Regions from separate parts of the Mus musculus genome. Here region 2 is linked to region 1. Evidence: chromatin contacts called from public HiChIP or PLAC-seq data. All regions are on one chromosome and are shown on one strand. Each heading gives the region's core, a stretch centred on a gene start, on an enhancer-like site or on the middle of the called end of the contact. The rest is flanking DNA. Distances are from core to core; before and after follow the strand shown.

Region 1 (6,893 bases), core at 2,480-4,979:
CACAGCTAGATCTAGTTTGATGCTGATTTTCTTAGGCATTTTTTAAAAGATTTTTATTTATTATTATAGATAAGTACACTGTTGCTGCCTTCAAACACACCAGAAGAGGGCATCAGATCTCATTACAGATGGTTGTGAGCCACCATGTGGTTGCTGGGATTTGAACTCAGGACCTTCGAAAAAGCAATCAGTGTTCTTACCTGCTGAGCCATCTCACCAGCCCCTAGGCATTTTTTTTTTAATTGCTAGAGATTGAGCGCTGGATACTCTGAATGTTAGGCAAAGATGCCTCACTTCTGAGCCACGCCCCCAGCCCCTCAATGGGGGCTTTTAGGCAGGGGCTCTACCACTGAGCCACGCCCCCAGCCCCTCACTGGGGGATTCTAGGCAGGGGCTCTACCACTGAGCCATGCTCATAGCCCTTGGCTTTTGTTGTTGTTGTTGCTGTTGCTGTTGCTGTTTTGTTTTGTTCTGTTCTGTTCTGTTCTGTTCTGTTCTGTTCTGTTCTGTTTTGTTTTGTTTTGTTTTAAAGCTGTTCAGGCTAGCATTAAATTCTGGGCAACTCTCCTGCCTCAGCCTATCCACTGCTGGGATTACAGACACACATTAGCATATCCACTCATCTTAATTATAACATTTCTGTGTATTTGGAATGAGCCTCACCTCTAAAAACAATAATAAAAACTAGAAAGTCAGTGCTGAAATCTATAGGAACCTCACATCTGGGTCCAGCCTCGGCCCCCACCCTCAACCCCTAGCCCTGCCCCTTCAGAGCCAGCCCCAGCGTATTCTAGCCCAGGACTTATGGGCACCCAGTCTGCCAGCCTCCAGGCGCACCCTTGCCGGTGCCTCACCCACGTGCAGCACTGCATCAAACATGCCCTGCTGGGTGTCCCTCCGTAGCCTGGGCAGGGCCTTCGGGTTGTCAGCCCCCATGTCACCAAACACAGCCAGGCGGGGGCTCCAATGGACCCCATTCTTCAAGGCTGTGAAGCGAAACCTCCGGCTCCAGCCCTGAGAGCTGCCACAACGGTAAACTGAGGGAAGAAAAAAACAGATTTCTGACATGTGGGAAGGCAGGGACCAGGACCTTCCCACAAGGCCCTACACTCAGGCTGCTGGAGAGGGAGGAAACATAAGGGGCATCATCTTCGTCATCGACATCATCATCGTCGTCATCATCATATCAGAGACATCTCAAGTAGCCCAGGCTAATCCCTGACTTTCTACGTAGCCCAGGATGACCTGGAATTTAGAATTGTTCTGCCTCCTCCCAAGTGCTGGGATCACAGGCCTGTGTCATTGCACCCAGTCAAAGGTCTCATATCCCTTGTTCCACACAGAAGAGCCGCCAGCCCAGCCTCAGCCACAGGTCTCAATAGCTTCTAGAACATTCCTCCCCCATGCCCACCCCAGGTCCTCTCACCATACTGAGCCCCCGGCTGCAGCTTCCGCAGCGTCACGCGGTGAATGTAGAGTTTGCGCCGCAGAACTCCTCCATCCACGAAGGCCCTGGCGGTGCCGTGGGCACGGAATGGGAGAGGACCAGACAGCTGCGAGCCGAACTGCACCTCAGACCGGGCTGGAGCCCATGTGGTCCAGGTCACAGTCATGGTGCCTGGCTCCCCTGAGGAGAGAGGGATCAGAGAGGAGGCTCAACAGGTTATCAAGCAGGAATGGGGTGACACTGAGAGCTGCTGTTCGGTCCTGTCCCCTCCGCTATTTCCAAGCTGGCTTCCTTTGGGACTGGCTTCGCCCCCCCACCCCCACCCCGCCTCAGTTATCCCGTTTGTGAAACAGAATAGGGTTATTTATCCTACAAGGTTCTGCGGAAGCATGGATGTCTACAAATACAATTGGCAGACTGGGTCCTGGGTTCCAGGTCCTGGAATTCAACCAACTATGAGTTGAAAACCGCTAGGAGAGAAACAGATTATCAAAATGGCTCAATCCTTATGACCTGACCTACATGGCCTCCAAAAGTAGTCCTATCAGCTGGGCAACTTTTTATCCTCAAAGAGGAAGGCAGATTTCTGTGGCTTAATGCCAGTCTGGTCTCCATGGGGAACTGCAGGCCCTCCGGAGCTCCATAGTGAGACCTTGTCTAAAAACAAAGGCCTTTGACTGCCACATGTGCACTGTGGCATGGGTGTGCCTCCCTCCCACGCGAACAAGCTAATACATGAATTTATAAAAATATTCGGGGGGTTGGAGAGATGGCTTGGTGGTTAAGAGCACTGACTGCTCTTCCGAAGGTCCTGAGTTCAAAACCCAGCACCCACTTGGTGGCTCACAACCATCTGTAATGAGATCAGATGCCCTCTTCTGATGTGTCTGAAGACAGCTCCAGTGGTGTAGTTACATGTATAATAAATAAATAAATCTTTAAAAAGAGTGCTGGCTGCTCTTTCAGGGGACCTGAGTTCAGTTCCCATGGCAGCTCACAACTGTCTGTAATTCCAGTCCCTAGGGATATAATGCTCTTTTCTGGTCTCTGAGGGCATCTGACGTGTACATAGTTCATAGACATATATGCAGGCAAAACACCCATACACGTGAAATAAAATGATAAAAACAATATTCAGGAGCGGGCCTGGGACGCGTCTCTGTGTGTAGAGGACCTGCCCAGCATCCATGAAGCTCTCGGTGCAAACTCAGCATCATATAACAGTACTCAGGAGACTGAGGCAGGAGAATTGGAATTTCTAGGCCAGCCTTGACTACATAACAAATTCTGAGCTAACCTGGGCTCCATAGGAAGGCTCTGTTTAAAATTAAAAAGAAAAAAAGAAAAGAAAAAAAATCAAACATGGAGGAGAGAGGACCTCACACTTAGGCTAAGCCCTTCCTTCCTTCAGGATCTATATTCTTCTCATACTCCTGCAAACAAGCCTTCACCCGTGCTTCTGTGAACAACCCTGAAGAAACTCATCGGGTCTGACACACACACATATGCACACACATGCACACATGTGCACAAACATGCTCACATACATACATACACACACACACACACATGTGCATGCACACACAAATGCCCAAAAGACATAAAGGTAGGAGAAAGACTAGCTGGAAGAGGAAGGGGACCCCTGCAGGTGGGGATAGAGCAGGAGAGGGCGAGTGCTGGGTGAATGCGATCCAAATGCATCCATACATGCGTGGAATGGCCTTGTGAGCACACACACGCCTTTACTCTCAGCACTCGGGAGGCACAGGCAGCTGGATCTGAGTTTAAGGCGAATCTGACCTATGATCAAGTTGCAGAACAGCCAGAGCTACCAAAGTAGGGGCTGGAGAGATGGCTCAATGGTTAAGAGCACTGACTGCTCTTCCAGAGGTCCTGAGTTCAATTCCCAGCAACCACATGGTGGCTCACAGCCATCTAAAATGGGTTTCGATGCCCTCTTCTGATGTGTCTGAAGACAGCAACAGTGCACTCACATACATAAAATAAATAAATAAATCTCAAACACACACAAACACACACAACAAAATAAATTAATAAAAAGAGAGGAAAAGAAAAAAACAACACGTCACTATGAAGCTTTGATGTATGATTAATATAAACTAATTAAAATTAAGACAAAACAAACAAAGGAGCGTCACAGTGCAATATCTACTTTCCAGTCCACTGTGTTGAGCACTGAGTCATCAAAGGTGACTTAGAGTGTGCCTGGGGTTCTGTGCAAACACTATTACGGTCTTGTGCCTTTGTGTGGAGGTGACTGGAGCTTCTTAGGTTTGGCATTCTGAGAATGCCCTGGCAGCCACCTTTGGTGACTAGGAGAGACAACCTTAGGCAAAGAACACGCAACAATGTCCGACACAATGAGGTTTATGGGCTGAGTCAATGTCTCTGTTTTCTTCTTTTCTGTGTGCTAGCCTGCAGCCAACATTGCACACTCATGATATCATCTGAGCGTTCCAGACAGGGATCTGGAGGCAATTAAACAGTGGAGGGCAAAGGGCAGCTATAGGACAGGAGGAAATGGTGAAATTCACTCTGTCTGCAACGAGGGACAGGGTCTCCTACTGCACCCCAGGTTAGCTTGGCAATCGTTATGCTGTCCAGAATGTCCTCGAACTGCCATTCAGGCTGCCTCCCCTGGGGTAACAGCAGTCAGTCACCATTCCTGGCTCTACAGCAAATCTTCCCACAAACTTGCTAGGTAGACCAGGCTGGACTTAAATTTAAAATCTGTCTGTCCTTGTCCTCTCTGTGCTAGATTAAAGGTACATACCATCACACCTGGTTTCTCTACAAACATAGATTTTATTAAAAAGAAAGAGAACTCTTAGCCAGGCAGTGGTGGTGCACGCCTTTAATCCCAGCACTCCGGAGGCAGAGGCAGGCAGATTTCCGAGTTCGAGGTCAGCCTGGTCTACAGAGTGAGTTCCAGGACAGCCAGAGCTATACAGAGAAAACCTGTATCGAAAAACAAACAAACAAACAAACAACAACAAAATTCTTAAGACTAAGAAGGGACTATGTAATTCAGATTCTCAAATCAAGAATCAAGCTACATAGGGGCTGGAGAGATGGCTCAGAGGTTAAGAGCACTGACTGCTCTTTCAGAGGTCCTGAGTTCAATTCCCAGCAACCACATTATAGCTCACAACCATCCATAATGAGATCTGATGCCCTCTTCTGGTGTGTTGGAATACAGCTATAGTGTAGTCACAAAAAGTAAATAAATAATTCTTTAAAAAAAAAAAAAAAAAAAAAAAAGAATGATGCAACACCATCAGGCCGGGCCAGGTTGGCACACACCTTTAATCCCAGCACTCCTGGGGCAGAGGCAGGAGGAGCTCTGTGAATTCAAGGCCAGCCTGGTCTACAGAGTGAGCTCCAGGACAGCCAGGCTTACACAGAGAAACCCTATAAAGCTCAGTTGGTCAAAAACGCTTGCCGTGAAGTCTAAGCGCTTGAGTTCAATCCTGGGAACCCATGGTGGAAGGAGAGAGATCAACTCTTGCAGTCTGTCCTCTGCCCTCCACGAGCAATAAACAAACAAAATACCACGAAGAGCTAGGGTGGGGAGGAGGCCTGTAATTCTGTAAGTTCAAAGCCAGGCTAGGCCACACAGTGAGTTCCAAGTCAGCTATCTCCAAACACCAAATGGAATAACCATAGTGAAAATACCAAGTGAGTCTGTGACATTAAGGACACAGATTCGGCTACCAGGAATCTGAAATTGCTGAAGTGGAGCCCATCTGTAGGCCAGGGCTTGGGAGGATGGCTGGGATGAGGACAGCCCAAGCAAGTTAGGGAGAACCCTGACAAAATCAAAAGAGGAAGGAGGTGGGAGTGGGGAGGGAGAGAGAAAAGGAGGGGGAAAGGGAGGGAGGCAAGAGGGAGAGAAGGAGAGAGGGAAAAAGAAAGGGAGGGAGAGAGGAAGAAGGGGAAGGGGGAAGTGAGTGAAGGAGAGAAGAAAGGAAGGAGAGAGGAAGGGAAGGGGATAGAGAGGGAGAGGAGGAAGAAGGGAGGAAGGAAGGGAGGGAGAGAAGGAGGGAGAGAGAGGGGAAAGGAAGGAGGGAGAAGGAAGAAATGGAAGGAGAGAGAGAGGGAGGGAAGGAGGAGAGAGATATATGAGCTGGGCATGGTGGTGCACACTTGTAAGCCCTCCACTTGGGAAGCTGATACAGGAGGCTCACAAGTCTGAGATCAGCCTAGACTACGAAGTGAGTGTCAGAGACATAAAACATAAAGTCATATGGGGATATAGAGCTATGAAGGCCACTGCTCACACCTACTAAGGGAATACAGAAAGGACATCTCAGGAGCTAAAAAGATGGCGTTCAGGAAGGTGGGGGGGGTGAGGATGGGGGATTGGATTTAGCACAACAGTGAGAGAGGACACATCTCCAGGTGATCTTTTAGTATTCATCTAATGTCCAGGATTATATTATATTATATTCATATTCTCTCTCTCTCTCTTTCTCTCTCCCTCTCTCTCTCTCTCCCTCTCTCCCTCTCTTGCACGCATACTCCTAAATACAATAAAATTTAAGAGAATACATGCATATGGCTACAAACAACATCAACACACTGCAGAGAGTTGGAAAGAAAATTGCACAGAAACAGCTTCCTAACGGATTCGTGAAGCTGATGACAACAGGCTATGGAAGTGCAGTCAGCTACGCAACTGTACTCCTCCAAGTGATGTAGGAAGGAGTTTTCTTTTCAGGCACTGGGGGAACTCACAGTGTCAGATATACTAAGAGATTGTTCTACCACTGATATCTGCAGCACTCACACACCCCAAGCCAATGCAACAAATTCCAAGAGACCAAATCTGGGGCATTGTGAACAGCAATAAGCAATGATAGTACTAGATTTTCACCTGGAGAATTAAAGAAATATTCATAAATCTGTGGTGGAAAGAAATCATTGTCTAAAAGAATGAATGAAGTAGGCAGGAGGGAGGGACAGCTCTTCCTAACACTAAAATTTCAATTAGATAGAAAGGAACAGCTGGAGTCATGGCTCAGTGGTAGAGCCCTGCCTAGAATCCCCCAGTAAGGGGCTGGGGGCGTGGCTCATTGGTAGAGCCTCTGCCTAGAATCCCCCAGTGAGGGGTTGGGGACATGGTTCAGTGGTAGAGCCCCTGCCTAGAATCCCCCTGTGAGAGGCTGGGGGCGTGGCTTAGTGGTAGAGCCCCTGCCTAGAATCCCCCAGTAAGGTGCTGGGGGCGTGGCTCAGTGGTAGAGCCCTGCCTAGAATCTTCCAGTGAGGGGCTGGGGGCATGGCTCAGTGGTAGAGCCCCTGCCTAGAATCCCCCAGTGAGGAGGTGGGGCCATGGCTCAACAGTGCGGCCCTTGGCTAGCATGTTGGAGATATAGTTTCCTCTTTAATCATACATATATATGGAAAGAGGGAATAAAAAATTAAA
Region 2 (6,893 bases), core at 1,672-4,171, 220 kb after region 1:
ATGCATGTTTGTGTGAGACAGAAGATAACCTCAAATGTCTTTCTCAGGCATCATCCACCTTTGTGTTTGTGTGTGGGCACACATATGTGTGCACAAGTGTGTGTGCCCATGTGTGTAGGTGTATGTGCAGGTGCATCTGTGTGCATGTGGAGACCAGAGGTCAACTTCTGGTGTCACCTCAATCACCTTTCACATTGTTTTTTTTTTTTTTTTTGTGGGTTTTGTTTTGTTTCTGAGGCAGTGGTCTCACCATGTAGCCCTGGCTAGCCACACCATGCCTAGTACTAGGAGCAGAGAGGGTGGGGACAAAAACCCTTGCCCTCTCAGGTGATGCACAGCAGTAATCCCAACCCTTTGCAAGCTAAGGCAGGAAGGGCACAAGTTAGAGGCTAGCCTGGGCTACATCACCCCCTCAACCTCCCAAAGAAAACAATATAAGAAAGAAAGGAGTCCGATTTGCCCTGATCATTGAAGAGGCTCAGGGGAGATGAGAAAGAGAGGTAGAGAGGAGGTGTTGCCACAAGACTCTTAGGGAACGCAGGCTCCCTACCTCCCTGTGAGCTGGGTCAAGAGTGCCCAGTCAGGATGAAGTCAGGACTCCTTACTGAAGGCCCCATGCACAGGCGGGCAGCACTGTGAACCATAACTCACATCCCACCAGGCCCCATGCACAGGCGGGCAGCACTGTGAACCATGCCTTACATCCCACCAGGTTCCACGTGAACTTCGCTGTGGGGCAGGATGATGGGGCGGATGTTGCTTTCCACTTCAATCCCCGCTTTGATGGCTGGGACAAGGTGGTCTTCAACACGATGCAAAGTGGACAATGGGGCAAGGAAGAGAAGAAGAAGAGCATGCCTTTCCAGAAGGGCAAGCACTTCGAGCTGGTGTTCATGGTCATGCCTGAGCACTACAAGGTGGGGGCCTCTCCTTCCCTCCCTGCAGCCCCCTCCCTGCCTGTAGCCCTCCTTCCCTGCTTGAAGCCCTCCCTGTCTGCAACCCTCCCTCCCCAGAAGCCCCCTCCCTCCCTGCAGCCCCCTCCCTGCCTGTAGCCCTCCTTCTCTGCTTGAAGCCCTCCCTGTCTGCAGCCCTCCCTCCCTGCAGCCTCCCCACTGTCCTATAACCCTCTTTCTCTCTTGCCCTCCCTGACATCCACCCTGGTGGACAGAAGCCTTGGGCATACTGGGCAGATGCAAAGTGCCCTCTCTATAACAAAGCCACAGCCCTAGCTCTCTTTTAATTTTTTTAATATTCTTTATATATTCTCTTTATATTCTTTATATATGCTCTATATAGGCCCAGCTCTCCTGGAACTCACTATATAGAACAGACTGGCCTCGAACTCACAGAGCTCTACCTGCCTCTCTGCCTCATTAGTGCTGGGATTAAAGGCTCGCCTGGCTCTCCTGACTTTTTATGGGGGGATGCTAGGATCTAATTCCAGTTGTCAGACTCAGCGCAGAGAGCCTCTAGCTGCTGAGCCATCTTGCCAAACTTCCAGTCTTTTTTTTTTTTTTTTTTTTTTTTTTGGAACTTTTAATTTAAGATTTCACTTCTTTGCCCAAACTGTCCTGAGGCTTTGGTAGTCTCCTGCCTCAGCCTTCTGAGTGCTGAAACTGCAGGTGTGTACACCATATCCAGCTTGAGTGTGGCACATTGATGTCACCAGACCCAGCACTTAGCATACAGGAAGTCCTCAGTCCTCTAGGACTGGCTCCGGATCCATGTCTGTCACATAGATCGATGATCAGACGGAGGGTGACACCAAGTCCAGCAGGCTGCTTCCAGTCTGCCGTAAGCCTCTGCCTTGCCTGGCTTGGTTGCCATCCTCTTGACAAACTCAGATATGAGCAACTCCCATTCTGGAAGGTTTTAAATAAAAGTTCAGAAAGGTAAAGTAACTTACCCGAGGTCACACAGCCAGGGCCATGCCAGAACCAGACCTTACAAGCCAAGTTCTTTTGTGCCAATACAAACCCTCGGGCCTGATTCTTTCTCTCCCTCCACTGTGAGTTGACTTTGTACTTCAGTTTGACCTCTGGTCCCTGAGTCCCAAAATTCCTGCTGGCGAGGCGCTCCTAGAACTCAACAAATACATTGGACTTCAAATCAAAAAGATCCCTTAGGGCTGGGTCAGTCAGTAAAGCGCTGGCTGTGAGCTTGGGCTCTATCCTTGCCATCTACATAATGAACTGGAGTGCTGAGCCATGCTGGGCCATGCCTATAATCCAAGCTCAGGGGAGCAGGGACAGGAGCCAGCCAGCCTAGTCTACTGCGAGAGACCCAATTCAAAAAACCAAGGCAGACAGGTACTGAGGCCCAACACTCACAGCTGACCTTTGGCCTCCACATAAATGTGCACACATGTGCACCTGCACATATATGCACACACGTGCCCTCGCTCATGCACTAAATAAATAAATCCAATCCCATTCCCATTTCCTCACATTTGCTTGCCAGCTGCGGCTGCTGATGTCTGACACCTTGTCTCTGTCCCCCAGGTCGTGGTGAACGGAAATTCCTTCTATGAATACGGGCACCGGTTACCTGTACAGATGGTCACCCATCTGCAAGTGGATGGGGACCTGGAACTTCAGTCCATCAACTTCCTCGGAGGCCAACCAGCTGCAGCCCCATATCCGGTATGGAACGTCTCTTCATTTGTCTCTTTGACCTGTTCGCACATTGGCCACCGTCTCTGTTTCCACTCCTGGTCCCTTTAAGGAATGGGTCCAGGGACCCTGTGGTGACCAAGACAGTCCACCAGAAAGATAGACAGTGACCGGTGGGGGTGTGTGCAGGCAGAGAGATGGTCAGAGTCTAGATAAGGAGGTTCAGGCAGAGGGTTAGGCTCAGGGAAAGGGTTAACAAGGTGTTCTGAACACCCAAAGGAAGGAGCTGACTCAGTCCAAAGGGCTTCCAGGAGCAGGAAGAGGTGTGTAATTAGAGTCAGAAAGTGAGATAAGAAAAGACAAGCAGGGGCTAGCAAGATGGCTCAACCGGTAAGAGCACTGACTGCTCTTCCAAAGGTCTGGAGTTCAAATCTCAGCAACCACATGGTGGCTCACAACCACCCGTAATGAGATCTGACACCTTCTTCTGGTGTATCTGAAGATAGCTACAATGTACTTACATATAATAAATAAATCTTAAAAAAAAAAAGAAAAAGAAAAAGAAAAGACAAGCAGATAAAGAGTAAACGAATTCAGGACAGATTGCTTAATACATTGGTCACTGGGGCAACTCGAAGCCATGGTGACTTGCCACTGGGTCCCCATCCGGTTGTAAAGGAAAAGGTGTAACACGGTATCACATGACCTGCGGGCAGGGCAGGCATTCGAATCAGCTAGCATGGCTACCAGATGGCTGCTCAGAGGGCAATAGGATGCAATCGCCTTGGAAATTGGCCAGGAGAGCTAGATCTGAATGTCAAGAAAACATAGGACCCAGTGTCCTAGAAGGTCCACACCCAGGCACGCAGCCTGCAGAGCCTCTGACACACACCCACTGCAATAAACCAGCACGCCAATTCCCAATGTCGCAAGCTGAAGCTTGCTTAATGGTAGGGTGGGCATCTGCCTACAGTGCCCCAGTGAGCTGCTAGGAGCCTGGCTCAGCTACAGTAAGCTAACGTAGCGTGAGGGATGAGTTCCCCAGTTTCTTTAATGCCAATCAACTAACCAACAAAAGCCTGAAAGTTGAAACTCTCAGCCTGGGGGCTGGAGATGGCAGTAAAGAGCAGGTGTAACCATTAGGCACACACCTCGGATCCCAGTGCTGGAGAACTAGAGGCAAGTGGATCTCTGTGAGTTCAATGCCAGCCTAGTCTGCATAGGGAGTGCCAGAACAGCCAGACCTAAATAGTGAGACCCTGTCTTGAATAAACCAGAAGGACCTAGGTCCAGTTGCCAGCTCCCAAGTGCATAGTCATTTGTAAGTCCAGTTCCGGGGACTCTGAGCCCTCCTCTGACCCCCACAGGGGTCACAGATGTGTACTTAGGCACATACATGAAAATTTAGTAAATAAATATTTTAAAAATAAAAAATGATCAGCCTGCTCTTCAACAAGTCGATGGATCAAAATGGGGAGTTTATCACCTGAAGGGGAGACGGAACAAGTTACAGACACACTGTCATGGGGGTGGGGTAGGGGTGGGGGAGCGCTGATGCCAAATATGGAGTCCAGCCCAGCATGGTGACTACTGCCTGTGATCCCAGCATCAGGAGGCTGAGGCAGAATGTTCACTGCAAGGAGACCAGCCTGGGCCACAGATCAACACCCTGGTGTTTGTGTTTTGGGAAGGGGACTGTGGGGGGATGGAGACAGAGAAATGAATTGATTGATTGATTTGAAGAACTTTCAGAATAGGAGTTAATTAAAAGGAGGAGAAAACAGAGACAGTAAAAATGAGGATGATGAGCCTGCGGTGGTGGCACACCATTTAATCCCAGCACTCTGAAGGTGGAGGCAGGTGGATCTCTGAGTTCGAGGATGCCTTGGTCTACAAAGTGAGTTCTAGGATGGCCAGAGCTATACTGAGAAACCCTGACTCAAAAAAGCCAAACCAAACCAACCAACTGAACAAACAAACAAACCCACAACAACGAAAAAAAGAGAAGGAGGAGGTGGAGGAAGAGGAGGAAGAGGAGGAAGAGGAGGAGGGAAAGGGTCCAGACAGGGTCCAGGTCATATGTACAGAGCTGTGGCTCCGAGAGAGGCTGAACCGCGAAGACAGCAGAGGGCCTGCTAAACAGGATCTCTGTGACTCCCACGACTCCAGCTTGCTCTAGGGTTGGGTATGTGAAGCATAGGTGACAGGACTTTGGTCATCATGGGCCTAGAAAGAAGTACCAAGGCCCAGATTTACCTCCTGAATTCCACTTTCCAGACTGATCCTAGGCTAAGGGGAGACGAGGGGTGGACGAGGATCCCAGGACAGAAGGGATCGACCCACGGTTGTGGAGCAGGGAACAAAGAAGAGAATTTACCAGGAGTTGTCCTAAAGACACAGAGCCTCTGGCCATCCCAAAATACAGCAGGGGCTGTAGACCATGTACCTAATGGGGTGCCCAGGGATTCTCCTCAACACTTGCCAGTCTAGAATTATGATCCCAGCCATGACCTCCTTTCCTCTCTGTACCCACAGGGAGCCATGACTATTCCAGCTTACCCTGCTGGGGTAAGTATCTGCTAGGCTGTGGGCAGTTTCCCACAGAGTTGGAGTAATGGTAAGGGAAGCTTGGGGACAAAGGACGCCGCATTCCTTCATCTTTCTTCCCTTCTGTCTATCTATTCCAGAGTCCTGGGTACAACCCTCCACAGATGAACACCTTGCCTGTAAGTGGGAGGCGCATGGTGGGCTCATGGAGGGATGAGGACAATTTGGAGTTGGGAAAGGGATGAAGACATGTTGGATAAGGTATTTGTCAAATCTTACACAGTAGAATCCCTTTCTTTCTTCGCAGGTCATGACAGGACCCCCAGTCTTCAATCCGGTATGGTGTCCCAGGGGCTAGTCAAAGGAGCAAGTCAAAGGAGGCAGAGAATGCTGGGAGCCCAGAAAGGGTGGACTATATGTGGGTTGACGGTTTTGAGGGTGGGAGAAGATGCAGCCGGTGGTCAGGACTCGGGAGAAGACATGATTGGGGACAATTCACAAGCAAAATGCTGCCTCTCTGTGAAAATGTGCTCTTGTGTCTGGGTTTCCTCATCAGAGACTGAATGGGACCCCATTTTCTTTTTCTACAGCGTGTGCCATATGTGGGGGCTCTGCAGGGGGGCCTTACAGTCCGAAGAACCATCATAATCAAGGGATATGTACTTCCTACAGCCAGGAAGTAAGCACTCTCCTCACACCGAGGGGCTCAGCCTCAGCCTTCCTCTCACACCGAGGGGCCCAGCCTCAGCCTTCCTCTCACACCGAGGGGCCCAGCCTCAGCCTTCCTCTCAGACCCAGGGGTTGAGGTCCTAGTTTTCTTCTCTTGGAGCCTCAGACACTGAACCCCATTTGACACTTTATTTGTCTTCAGCTTTGTCATCAACTTCAAGGTGGGATCGTCCGGAGACATAGCTTTACACCTAAACCCCCGCATAGGTGACAGTGTGGTTCGCAACAGCTTTATGAATGGCTCTTGGGGCGCTGAAGAGAGGAAGGTGGCCTACAACCCATTTGGCCCTGGGCAGTTCTTTGATGTGAGTCTGGGGAGCCCCTTCCTGCCTCCCACAGATCCCAGTACTGCTAGACCTCACCTCTCCTCTCTCCTCCTCTCCTCCTCTCCTCTCTCCTCCCCTCCCCTCCCCTCCCCTCCCCTCCCCTCCCCTCCCCTCCCCTCCCCTCCCCTCCCTCTCCTCCCCTCTCCTCTCCCCAACAGCTGTCAATCCGCTGCGGCATGGATCGATTCAAGGTGTTTGCCAATGGCCAGCACCTTTTCGACTTCTCCCATCGGTTCCAAGCATTCCAAATGGTAGACACGCTGGAGATCAATGGTGACATCACCTTGTCCTACGTCCAGATCTGAGCTCCTCCTGGGGAAGGAAGCAGAAAGATCCCCGAGTTCCATCTAAGCTCCTAATAAAATGTTGAAGGAGTCTTGTGTGTGTGTGTGTGTGTGTGTGTGATTCATTCGCCTCTCCCATGTCTCCTGTGGCCCTGGCTCCATCTTGCACTGTTCTTGGAGACCTGTGCCTCTCTTCCCACCCACTACAATAAACCAAGGTGTGCTCCACACCCTGGCTTTATGTAAATCAGACCATTTACTCCTCATACCAAACTGCAAGAGTTAAGAGTTAAGAATTACTGCTATAAACCGGGCATGGTGGTGCACGCCTTTAATCCCAGCACTTGGGAGGCAGAGGCAGAGGCAGAAGCAGAGGCAGATTTCTGAGTTCGAGG

Evidence for each region. HiChIP or PLAC-seq counts read pairs in DNA pulled down with a chosen protein or histone mark.
Region 2: a contact with region 1 is called in a FOXA1 HiChIP or PLAC-seq map of pancreatic cancer cells. The contact joins two enhancer-like sites. A contact is called at or near these places in 2 of 39 promoter capture datasets (liver and stem cell-derived epiblast-like cells), 2 of 484 Hi-C or Micro-C datasets (CD8 T cells and embryonic stem cells), 1 of 115 datasets of contacts at active chromatin or transcription factors (pancreatic cancer cells) and 1 of 9 other capture datasets (pancreatic islet).

What each region holds. Positions count from the first base shown.
Region 1 is chr7:28,615,627-28,622,519 of GRCm38.p6, forward strand. Acp7 (acid phosphatase 7, tartrate resistant) reads right to left here. Exons shown (of 13, transcript NM_175319.5): 3 at 1,427-1,627; 4 at 855-1,037. Among named protein-coding and RNA genes, the nearest start is that of Acp7, 12 kb to the right of the region's middle. Within about 2 kb of position 3,730, at least 23 of the 459 cell types and tissues checked have an H3K27ac peak or open chromatin away from gene starts, as enhancers often do. A contact at or near this core is called in pancreatic cancer cells, where this site is marked.
Region 2 is chr7:28,835,115-28,842,007 of GRCm38.p6, forward strand. It overlaps Lgals4 (lectin, galactose binding, soluble 4), which reads left to right. Exons shown (of 10, transcript NM_010706.2): 3 at 713-917; 4 at 2,502-2,642; 5 at 5,148-5,180; 6 at 5,300-5,338; 7 at 5,467-5,496; 8 at 5,750-5,838; 9 at 6,031-6,193; 10 at 6,373-6,589. The coding sequence ends at 6,519. Among named protein-coding and RNA genes, the nearest start is that of Lgals4, 4.8 kb to the left of the region's middle. Within about 2 kb of position 2,922, at least 48 of the 459 cell types and tissues checked have an H3K27ac peak or open chromatin away from gene starts, as enhancers often do. A contact at or near this core is called in pancreatic cancer cells, where this site is marked.